2 separate regions of the Gossypium hirsutum genome follow, and region 1 is linked to region 2. Evidence: chromatin contacts called from public Hi-C data. All regions are on one chromosome and are shown on one strand. The core of a region is the stretch at or near the end of the contact, and the rest is flanking DNA. Distances in the headings are between cores, read along the strand shown. Region 1 holds the start of LOC107901003 (acyl carrier protein 1, chloroplastic). Region 2 holds the start of LOC107963364.

Region 1 (5,601 bases), core at 1,030-3,529, 360 kb after region 2:
ATATTATCTAAATACACATTAAAATTCAATTTTTAATATAGTACAAGAGTAAAAACTAAAATTTAATAAAATAAAGGAAGGCAAACCAAAAGTAGCGTTAAGTGGTAGGGCTGTTGGGACCTTACTTTTATGTACTGTTATATAACAGTATAGATAATATTAATTATATAACAATCCTGGAACACAAGAGTTTTAAACCCAACTCTAGACATTTTATTAAACTACTCATTACATACTGTTTTTCTATTGGTACTATTATTTTTACAAATATAAAAAGCATTTATAAATATTAAATAATAAAATTAAATAAATTTCAAATATAAAATATTCATAAAAATAAAATTTTGATTAAAATGATAAAAACATATATATATTTTAAAAATATTGGTAGCATAAGTTTAAGTATCACCTTATGTAAATTTTAAGATATCAAAAAATTAAAAATAAAATACTCATTAATTAAAATATTATTTAATTAGCCTCACAAATACAATCATTAGACAACACATAATCTCAAAATAAACAAGTAAAAATCTATTTTATAAATTAAACAATAAAATTATTTTATTCTATGCATATTCAACAAGTCTAAAATAAATATTTTTAAATTTTTAAAACCACACCATATTCCAATGGGTATGCACTGGTACCAATTGTAACAATCTAAATTTGTATCAAAATGGAACTCAAAATTTGATGTTCCGATTTATTATTCCGGCGGATATGAGTGACACCGGAACAATACCAACTATCATGATAATATTCATAAAAAAATTGTTTATATTGATTTCGCTTAATAAATTAATTTTAAAATGCTTTCCATTTATTCCATTTAATAAAGAAACATAAATTAATTTATAAATTTATTAGCGAAATGAATATAAACGACTGTTGAGGTGCAGAACTGTAGGTTTCTTTTTTTCCCTCTTACCCTGGAACAGAAGGTGGTGGTGGAATTGATTATCAAAATGCCCAAGATTGGGGGTGGGACCGCCTGCAATGACTGACGGACATGATGGGACCGCTCATAATCGCACGGCTATAATTTTTCAGTGAGGGGAGGAGGTTGGAACTTTTGCTGACAACTGGATGCCACGTGCCAGATCAATGAGGCTGCAAATAGAGGCACGTTGCCACGTGGGAACCCACGGAAAGGGACCATGATAGCTGGCCACCATTTACCTCACCCTTCCCTTCACCATAATAATATCACTTATTTGGGTTCTATTTTGAATTTCCATGGACGATGAAATTAATTTGTATGATTAAATGATAAAAAATTAATATTTTTTTAAGTAAAATTTAAATTTTGAGTGTTGTATTTTAAAAAAGGAAATAATGTTTTTTTAATTTCAAATTCAGTCAAAGTTTAATAACATTATTAAATATTTAAAATTAGATTATTAATGTTTTTAGATATAAAAATATGAGCATAATTAAAAATGACAATAGAACAAGAAAAGGTAAAAATTTGTCAAATACATCATCTTCCTTCCACAACTATCATGTTTTGCTTTATTATCGATTTTACTTTATGGTGGATGTATAATTTTAAAAATTACCATCATTTTTATAAATATTAAATACATTTATTTTATTCACGCCTCATCTCACTTCAATATTTTTTATTATTTAAATACATATGGTTTTTTATGACATTTTTACATATTTTTATCATTCTAACAATTATATATAAGTAAAATAATAATTTTTATAATAAAATAAGATAAAATAAATAAACAATTATTAGAACCATTCGATAGACAGTTTTAAAAAAATTCATTTCGTCACATCCAATTTTTCAAAAAGAAAAATAAAACAAATTATTTCAAAATTCATGGATGGTTGGAATTTTTTTATTATGCAAGATGATGCATCCCGTCTCGCAGTCTTTTTGATCTCTAAGCCATTTACGGTCGAAAGCGTAAGGTCACTTTCCGCCATAACTGGGGGAGGGTTGGTGGCGGTGGGACCATTTCAAATTTCAACCTGCCACTAACAAACAACACCTTACACAAAATCCCCAACATAAGAGAGCAGAGCAGTGCAATGCAGCATATCAAATTTTCTATACATATAATATGGCTTTGATTATGGTTTTGAATTATGACAAGTTTCACCCAATAGAAACTGCCAGCCCACGGTCTCTCTGATTATAAACCGCAAACACATCAATTTTCTTATCTTATTAATATTTTGAAGTGTAAATGTAATAATATTTAACATTTGAATGCAAGCACTTGATAGGATAGGAGGTAACTGTTCTACTGTTACCATACCATGCATGCAGTGGTGAATTTCTGCAAATAGAAAACAACGGTCCAATTTGCATAGCATAAGCAAACACGGAACATCCATGGAAGTGACCGCCCCATTCTAAAAGTCATTAAAAAAAACCAAATCAAACATTGGAATCATCATCGGGTGCTCATGTAACTCCCCGGACACTTTCTGGCTTTGTCTACAACATTTTCTCTATTTATATATCTACAACTTTGAGTTTCTTCATCAATTTACTTCCTTTTCACTATTTGTAATACCCTATATATCTCGTTATTTTCAGCCTGCATTTTAGTCAATCCAATTCCAATGGCTGCTTTTGCTTCAATCTCCGCATCTTCATTGCCCGCCCCTGCTACAATTCCTTTTGCCAAAGGATCTATTTCTCAGCACAAAAGCTTCACCACCATTGTAAGTGATTTACCCCTTTTTGTAAAAAAAAAAAAAAAAACTCCAATGTGAATAGAAAGGCAGATTGAACCGACCAATGAGGTCTCGGTTTAATGACAAAATAAAAACTTTGGGACTTTTCTACCTATGTAAATAATACTGGCTCATCATGTGTAGATCTCATCCAACCAAGTTTTTATTGCAGGGATGTCCAGTAGTATGTAATGGATTGAAACTTATTCCAAAGACTCAATTCTCCAAGGAGAGAAACAAATTTTCGACTCGATCTAGCTGCTTTAAGACACCAGTTTCATGCTCTCTTGTAAGAAACTTGTAGACCATGTCTTCGTTTCGGTTTTTTTTCTTATTACAATTGTCTTTAGTACATGAAATCGTCATTAAGCTCATTGTCTTCTTACATATTGGATTCCACTAGGCTCAACCTGAGACATTGAAAACCGTCCAAAATACCATTGCCAAGCAATTGTCAATTGATGCGAGCACAGTGACTCCTGATACTAAATTTGCTGATCTAGGAGCTGATTCACTTGACACGGTGCGTTACACCTTTTACAAGACATATCACATTTGGGTTTTTTTTTTTTTGTTAACCCTTTCAGTTTCTTACATCATGAGCATAATATCCTGGTTCATTTCTTATGTTTTGTTTGATGTCAAATTCATTTCAGGTGGAGATAATGATGGCGTTGGAGGAACAATTTGGAGTTTCAGTCGGAGAAGGCGGAGCTGAGAACATCGCAACTGTCCAAGATGCCGCAGACTTGATTGAGAAAGTGAAAGCTACTGCTGCATAGGCCACTTACAAGAATACCAGAACTTCTTTTATTTTAGTTCTATAAATGCCACCAAAGATAAAATCATAAATTACAGTAATCGATTTTCCTTTTCTTTCCTACAAGGAATGGCACTATTTTTCTTTCCTTTTGCTTAACCAAGAGGGCAATTTTTGTAACAGGGTGGGTCTTAAATTGTAGCCTGTCACTTGTCTCTTTGTTCTTATTCTGTTTCATGCAAAAGCAAGAACGAAAACAATAAAGTCAATGAATAAATGCATGAATCAACTTGAGCTTTGTTTTTGTTTTCAGATACGCAACTTACAGCTTCTTCCGGTGAGAATCCGGTTAAAATATGACTGAAAAATGAAACTTACAACTAATATAAGGAGATCATTATCTAAGCAACAAAGATAAGAGTTTGGTAACCCCCATTTGCAGGGTGTATTGTTCCGTCTCTTTTCAAAACAAGAAAACATGTAATAAGAAAGTTTATTGAGCCTATCCTAAAATGTTTGGCAGGTTTTGCAACCAAGCTAGGGCTGTAATTGATGGCTAATGCAATGACACTCTCAAGAGGAATACCATCATCTGAAAGGCCCTTATCTAAAATATACATACAATGGTCAACGGTAGCACAAAAACATGGTTAGGCTTATTTGATAAGAGAGCATCAGTCACTTAACAGCATGTATATTGAAGAAATACACCAGAAAAAAGCATGAAGGAAATACCAATAAACAAGAAAGATTCAAACTTAAAACGTATTTTGCCAACTAACAAATAAGCCTCATTCATTTAAAGGATCATAGCCTCTTTGGAACCCAAAAGTTTAGAAAAATAGCTGTTAAAGACGGTGATAATCCAAGCAAAAAGGAAAGTATTTATCATACACCAGTATATATGCACTCAGAAATAACATTTACAAGCTACATAACCATGTATATTCAAATAGAGAAAAGTATTTGCCCATTGATTTCATGGATTCGGAAGAGACCTACAACCAATTCGGCTAATGAAATTCATATTATGTACATTCAAGCAAGAAATGTATATCAGATAAAAGAAGCTCTCAGGGGCCCATTTTATATTCTTTTTTGATCCATTTGTAGTCTAAAGTTCAATTCCTACTTTTCTTTTGTTGGTACATATGAAAGCTCATTCAGCTTGGCTATACACATGCAGCTATCTAATTTTTAATTCCTTGGACCTCAATAATCTCATAAATTATATTTTCAATAAACTGTGTGCCCGCACAGAATCAACTTACCATCGAATTTTGGCAGTTACTCTTCAAAACGTCTGAACCAATCAGAAATTGTTCTTGAGAGCACTTTAGTTTCACTCAGTGAAAGAGTCTTAAATCCCTGAACAATAGCATCTGCCGGAGTGTATACATATCCTGCTTGCCATTTTGGTTCCTGATCAGGCAGAGTAAATTTAACATATTCAAGATGCGTACCGTTATGAACATGGAAACTCAATGTAGCCATGCTCGCCACAGCCAGATGTATAGAGAAAGTGAGGGACAGGGGTGAACAAGGGAGGCAGAAAGAAATAAACATGTCATACCGGCACACACGGTGTTATATGGTTGCCACTTAATTGGACCTTTTCTAGCGTCCCAGCAATAGACTCCACGCGAGGCTTCAATGTCTCTTCAAGGAGATCAGTTTCATCAATTGTGTCAAAGTTGAACTTCACCTAAAAAGAGATGTAGGTTAGCAAGAATAAACACAATAGCAACCTACAAAATCTAATTAACCAAATAGAATGCACAAAATGTATACCAGAAGTGTATGTTGGACATTGTATTTGTTCTTGCAACATTCACGGTTCTCAGAAGGTGTTGGCTTGAACTCTGATATCCCTTGTGTGACCTAAAGGAAACAAGATTACAAAGTGAAAGTAAAAAATTAATGTCCACCTGTCCAGGGGAATCTCACTAGCATCAAAGAAGCAATAGAGGGAAATTGGTCTAATCAAACTAGCAAATCACCACTATCCTCACTTTTGTGTTACATTTGCTCAATCATCCACTAGAAATGTCTAAACACAATAAGTTGAAACCGCATGGCAGAGAGAAGAAAGAACCAATTACAGTGCACAATAGACTTGGTCACTTCATGTAGTACCT
Region 2 (5,394 bases), core at 202-2,701:
CATTGGGTGCAACTTTATTATGTTTTACAGAAAACGAGGCAAATTTGACTCTTTTCTTGGTAAGAATCAGGTAAATTACTGCATTTTACCAAATTTTGACCCTCAATTAGATCCAATTTGAGAGAGTTTCTAAATTTCCAATGTATGAATGAGCATGGTGAAAAAATCGTAATTTATACGTTCTGAAACACTTGTTTTATGTTTTTGAAAATCTGGGTACTTACCAAGGTAAGGCAGAATCAGAATCCTGGAAGTAAGAATCTGGGAAAAGATTATTGAAATGGTGGTGCTGCAAGCCACAGTCATTTGCATTCAACCAGGCAGGGAGTTCCATGACTTGATCAAATGGTTGGTGGTACCCATCATCCTCACCTTTCACTTCATTCCCATCTTCCATACTCTTCAAGAACTTGAACCACCATGCTGATGTTACCAAATTCACAGTGTCATTCCACTCTATTTGATGCTTCTCTCCTAATGATCTCATCTCCGCCATTCCCTCATCGTCCATAGCTTGATGCAGGCCTCCCCCACCGTAGGATGCTGTTGAATCGGCCATAGTCCCAGGCCCCACTTCATGTGACACTGCAACTGAAGGCACATCTTCAGTTACAACTGATAGAGTTGGGGAAGATGAGGATGATGAAGATGAGTAGATTGATGGGTTATTACTGTTATGGTAAAGGTTGGAGTCTATGTTGAAATCCTGAAAGTTAAGGTTTAGACCTAGGGTTTGGTCTGGTAGGTTCAAAGTGTGTGCAGTGGATGTAAAAGGACTTGGAGAAGAAGGAGGCCAACTATAGGAATGGGAAATATAGTCTAAATTATAGGTAGACAAGTTGTTTGTTTTTGGTTCTTGCTCAAAAGGTTGTGGGAATGAAGGAGAAGGCTGAAGCGACCGTGATGATTGCTCTTCTTGTTGCTGTTCATTGGCTTGTTTCATGGCAGCTCTGTGGAACTTGAGTGCAGTGACAATTTCTCTCCTAGCTTCAGCCATGTTAAGCATCCTTTGTTGGTAAGGCCTGCGGGTATGAAATCTCCTCCGAACCTGTTTCTTTAGTTGTTTAGGTGGTGGGTTTGGTTCCACCTGGCTCTGTGTCTGTGGTGTAGCACTAAAACCCTCACCAAATTTGCTCAAAATTTGGCCATTAACGCAATCAGGGTCTTTGGCACTTCTGGAAGTGGTGAGTTGTTTAACCAGGCTACGAATGTAAGCACCAGACAGCTGAGGAGTCTCATCTTTGTGACTGTTTCTAATTCTATCAATTTCCATTCCTTCTTTTGCTTCTTGCTTGGAACATCGACCCTTCATATCTAACTTTTATTTTTTTTCCAACTTAGTACCGTAGAAAGAGAAAGGTGGTTTGAAAGATCATGGGGGTGTTATTTTTTCCTCAAAAAATCTAAAAGGCAATGTACAGAAATGCAGAGAGAGGTGCAGGAGACTGAAGTTTCACAAAGGAAGGGGGTGTTATAAATACAAGCTGACCTAGGGTTTGTAAATTGTTTTGGATTTTTCCTTGTTTTGGCAATCAACACTTGTTACCCTTTATTTACATGTTTGTTTTAGGCTTACTACTTTCCTTTACTAAACTGCCCTCCTCTTTCAACTACATTTACATTTCATTCATGCCTGGGAAGATCAATCCCGCAGTCCCACTTAATAATACACTGGGGTTTCATATGCTTTTATCTTACTTGCATGTGTCTAAAAAAAGACAAAAGAAACAGAAATGCGATGATGAAGCTTAAATATATTTTATTACATAGAAGGATTTGGTTGCTGTTGATCCTCATTATGTCAAAGGGGACAGCTTCTGAATTACTAGGCAGGATTCAGCAAATGGTCTCTTCTTCTCTTGGGTAAATTGGATTGATATTTTAGCATGTAATTTCTTCATTTTAACCGGTGATATATGTATGTGAGGGAATTTTAGGGCAAAAGCAAGGGTTATTCTGGTATCTTGTCTGAAAGTACGATGGGACCAGGCTATGCCTGTGAAGAACCTACACTTCCAAAAGTCTTAATACTACAACTACAAGAGATGACTGACAAAGGAATCTCCATTACTGTTGTAATGTAGCCTTTTTTTATATTTTGGAAAAATAGGAGAAAATTTCCAATATTTTGCTGTTTAAAAACAAAGAGATGGACAAGATTTTTAGACCCTTTCTGAAGACGTTGTTCAGAAAGTTAAAAGACAAGAATTTTCCATACCATCGTCTCCATCATCAATACTTTTACTCCAATTGCAGGTGGCTAGCAGCGTCTAAGATATGGCTTCTGTGGTTTTTATTCAACCCTTTCTGGCGCCAATAATAGTGAAAATAAAACATGGAGTAAGAGACATTGTTACTGCTGTCAATAATAGATATTATGTTTATTTTATATTTGTGTAGAATTTACACATGATTTTTGTAATAAATACCTCGTCACCTTTACTTCGTCTGGTCCCAACATCGTTTATGCAAAACAACTATGTCCCTCGTAGATGTATCCACGCTCGACACATTTACATGTTTTTGGTCCACCTTGTGAAGGATATGTGTTTAGTTTCCTTTGCATGAAACACACGTGGGGTTTTATCTGCTCTATGTCAATCTCATTAACGTCTATTATACTCCCTAAGTAGCCAACCACAACAACACTAGCACAATCCACGTGTCTAGATCTAAGGCTAAAGAATGATCACCTTCGCCTATAAATACCTATTCTTAGTCTTGGTAGAGGTCTTCTTCTTCAATCATCCACCCTATGCTATATACTCTTTTATTATCCTCTTCCAACGGCTCTCAATACTTCTCCATTGTGTGAACTGTCATCCTTTTTTTTTACCTTTTTATAATCATCGACAATTGATGTGGTGAGTATGGACAATATGGTTCATCATGAGGGAACCATCCTTGGAAAACCCATTGTACCCTCCAATCCTACTACCTAGCTTGTTGGCCAAACATACAATCCTCACTCAACACATCCTTAAAACCCCTATAATGACATTCATGAAAGCTAGTATCGTCCACAACCTAGGTACAACATTGCTCCTCCTTCACCAAACTTATGCCCGATGCCAACATCTAATGAACAAACATCATAAAAACTTAATTCCAACCCTAGCTCTTACTCCCAATAATTTCTAGAACTACAAGAATAAACAAGGGCTTTAAGAGACCAAAAAACACGACAATAGTTGAGGTATGAACAACAATGTCAGCAATACCAATAACAACTCTAGCAAAATAATAAAATAATAAAAGAGTTGAGAGCAAGTCATAATCCCCCTCTCAGTTCCAAACTCAACATGATAAGGTTGTTTCCTCTCTTAATGCTCAAGGTCAAGGTCATAACTCACACTTAGAATACTTAACAGAATAGGTTTTCCCTTACAACAGCAACAAGCCTGGCATGATGAAATTGAGGCATTAAGATGAGACATTCAAGCTTTTAAAGCTTAATGAAGGACATGGAGTGACTATCTTGTTGTAATAACCCCTTTGTACTTGAGAACACAATTGTTGACTTGTTGCAATCTTTCAAATTCCTCAAAGAAATTTATTAAAGGGATAAAGACTTAGGTGAGCAGTTAATGTGATATAATGACTACACAAATATCCTAGGAGCCTTTGACACTTTTAAATGCGAGCCTTTCCCACTACTTTGAGGAGAAACACTAAGAATTGGTATTTGTCTCTTCCTAAAAGATCTATTCGTAGCCTTGAACAACTTGGTTACCAATTCCTAATTCATATTCGTGCATACTAAACAGTTTTGAAAACACCTATAAGCCTTCTAGCCTTTAGATAAAAACCTATGACTACGGATATGAGGGATTTTAAAAACTTGTGGTCATCGACGCATTTTGTAACGCCTTTGACTCTACCCGAATCACCGGATCTAGATATTGGATGTTACAACTCAAAAACACTTAATAGAAAATTTATACAATATGCGTAAACTATAGCTAAACATACTTCGTATTAGTTTTGTACTGTTTTATAATGTAAAAGAGAATATAATATAATTACATTAAGGTATTAAATAATGTACAATGCTACAACATAAATTTTTATTAAAAACAGACTCTTTATGCCGTAGAGAACTATATGCCATATTCCTAAGATGTTCTCTGTATGCATAATATCCCATCTTACTACTACTCTGGCTGTAACGCCCCTAACCCGTAACCATCACCGGAATAGGTTAAGAGGCATTACCGGACTTGTAACTCAATTTAGAACAATCATTTATCAAATGTCATCTCATGTTAGTAAATATCATTCATTCACATTCAATATGTACTTAAAACGAGCATACAAAGTTTAAATCATGCATTCAGGACTAAATCGATAACATTTGAAAATTCTAGAAACTTGGAAAATTTTCAACATTTCAAGTATCACACGCCCGTGTGAATAGGCCGTGTGCCTCACACGGCTAACAGACACGACCGTATCTTAGACCGTGTGGAAATAGGGCATGCATACTAACTTGAATCACACGGCCGACCACACGCTCGTGTGTCTGGCCCGTGTGCCCATTCGAATTGGCCACACATGTCCATGTGCCATGGCTGTGTGCCACACACGGCCAGTAGACACGTTCGTGTATCTAGGCCATGTAACTCATTGACTTGATTTTTTTATTTAAGCTTCAAGGGATGCAGGGCCGTGTATCAAGGCTATGTATCACACACGGTTGAGTTACACACCTATGTGCTCTATCCATGTGGATGAAAATAGGCTATTTACACCACATTTCTCACCCAAAACACATGTACCTACAATTATTCAAATGGTACCATTTCTATATACATATAAACAACCAATCAATATCCTTCAAGGCACATTTCATACCATACCATAATCTAATCATATCAATACTCAATCATCATCATTTACACATCTAAATATATCACTAACTTGACATGTTTTATGAGCAAATAAATACACACACACGTATATATATATTTATATAACATGTCTATAACTCAACCTTTAATCATACAATATGCCATACTTAACAAAACATTTTCAATCCAAATATTTAGCCAAGTTAAGCCAAATCACATGGCTTAAACACATCAATACATATAGGCTTCAATAGCTAAAATAACTTATACATCTCATATCTTCAACTAGCCTATACATGCCATATTACCAATTTCAAAGAGTTCAAAAATAACAAATCAACTCCTGGATAGTGTGATGAAATCTACGATCACTTGCAACCCGAGCGAGCTTTCAAATCACTGTAAAATACAAAAAATAAACAGAGTAAGCTAATAATCTTAGTAAACTCGTATGACTAGTATGTACTATATACAATTTAACAATTAATTCAGAATTAGAGAAACATGAGGACATATAAATTAGCTCCATCAAAATCAACGTGTA

Evidence for each region. A called contact is a pair of places that touch in the nucleus more often than the background predicts.
Region 1: a contact with region 2 is called in a Hi-C map of leaf, with 9 times the contacts expected there. The contact joins the promoter of LOC107901003 here to the promoter of LOC107963364 in region 2. A contact is called at or near these places in 6 of 34 Hi-C or Micro-C datasets (callus, fibers and leaf).

What each region holds. Positions count from the first base shown.
Region 1 is chrA06:24,649,260-24,654,860 of Gossypium_hirsutum_v2.1, forward strand. LOC107901003 (acyl carrier protein 1, chloroplastic) reads left to right here and starts at 2,280. Exons shown (of 5, transcript XM_016826818.2): 1 at 2,280-2,432; 2 at 2,564-2,691; 3 at 2,876-2,992; 4 at 3,107-3,226; 5 at 3,360-3,761. The coding sequence starts at 2,590. The coding sequence ends at 3,485. It overlaps LOC121202941, which reads right to left. Exons shown (of 9, transcript XM_041115789.1): 7 at 5,255-5,344; 8 at 5,037-5,168; 9 at 4,417-4,885. The coding sequence ends at 4,751.
Region 2 is chrA06:24,286,323-24,291,716 of Gossypium_hirsutum_v2.1, forward strand. It overlaps LOC107963364, which reads right to left and starts at 1,452. Exons shown (of 2, transcript XM_016899912.2): 1 at 225-1,452. The coding sequence starts at 1,312.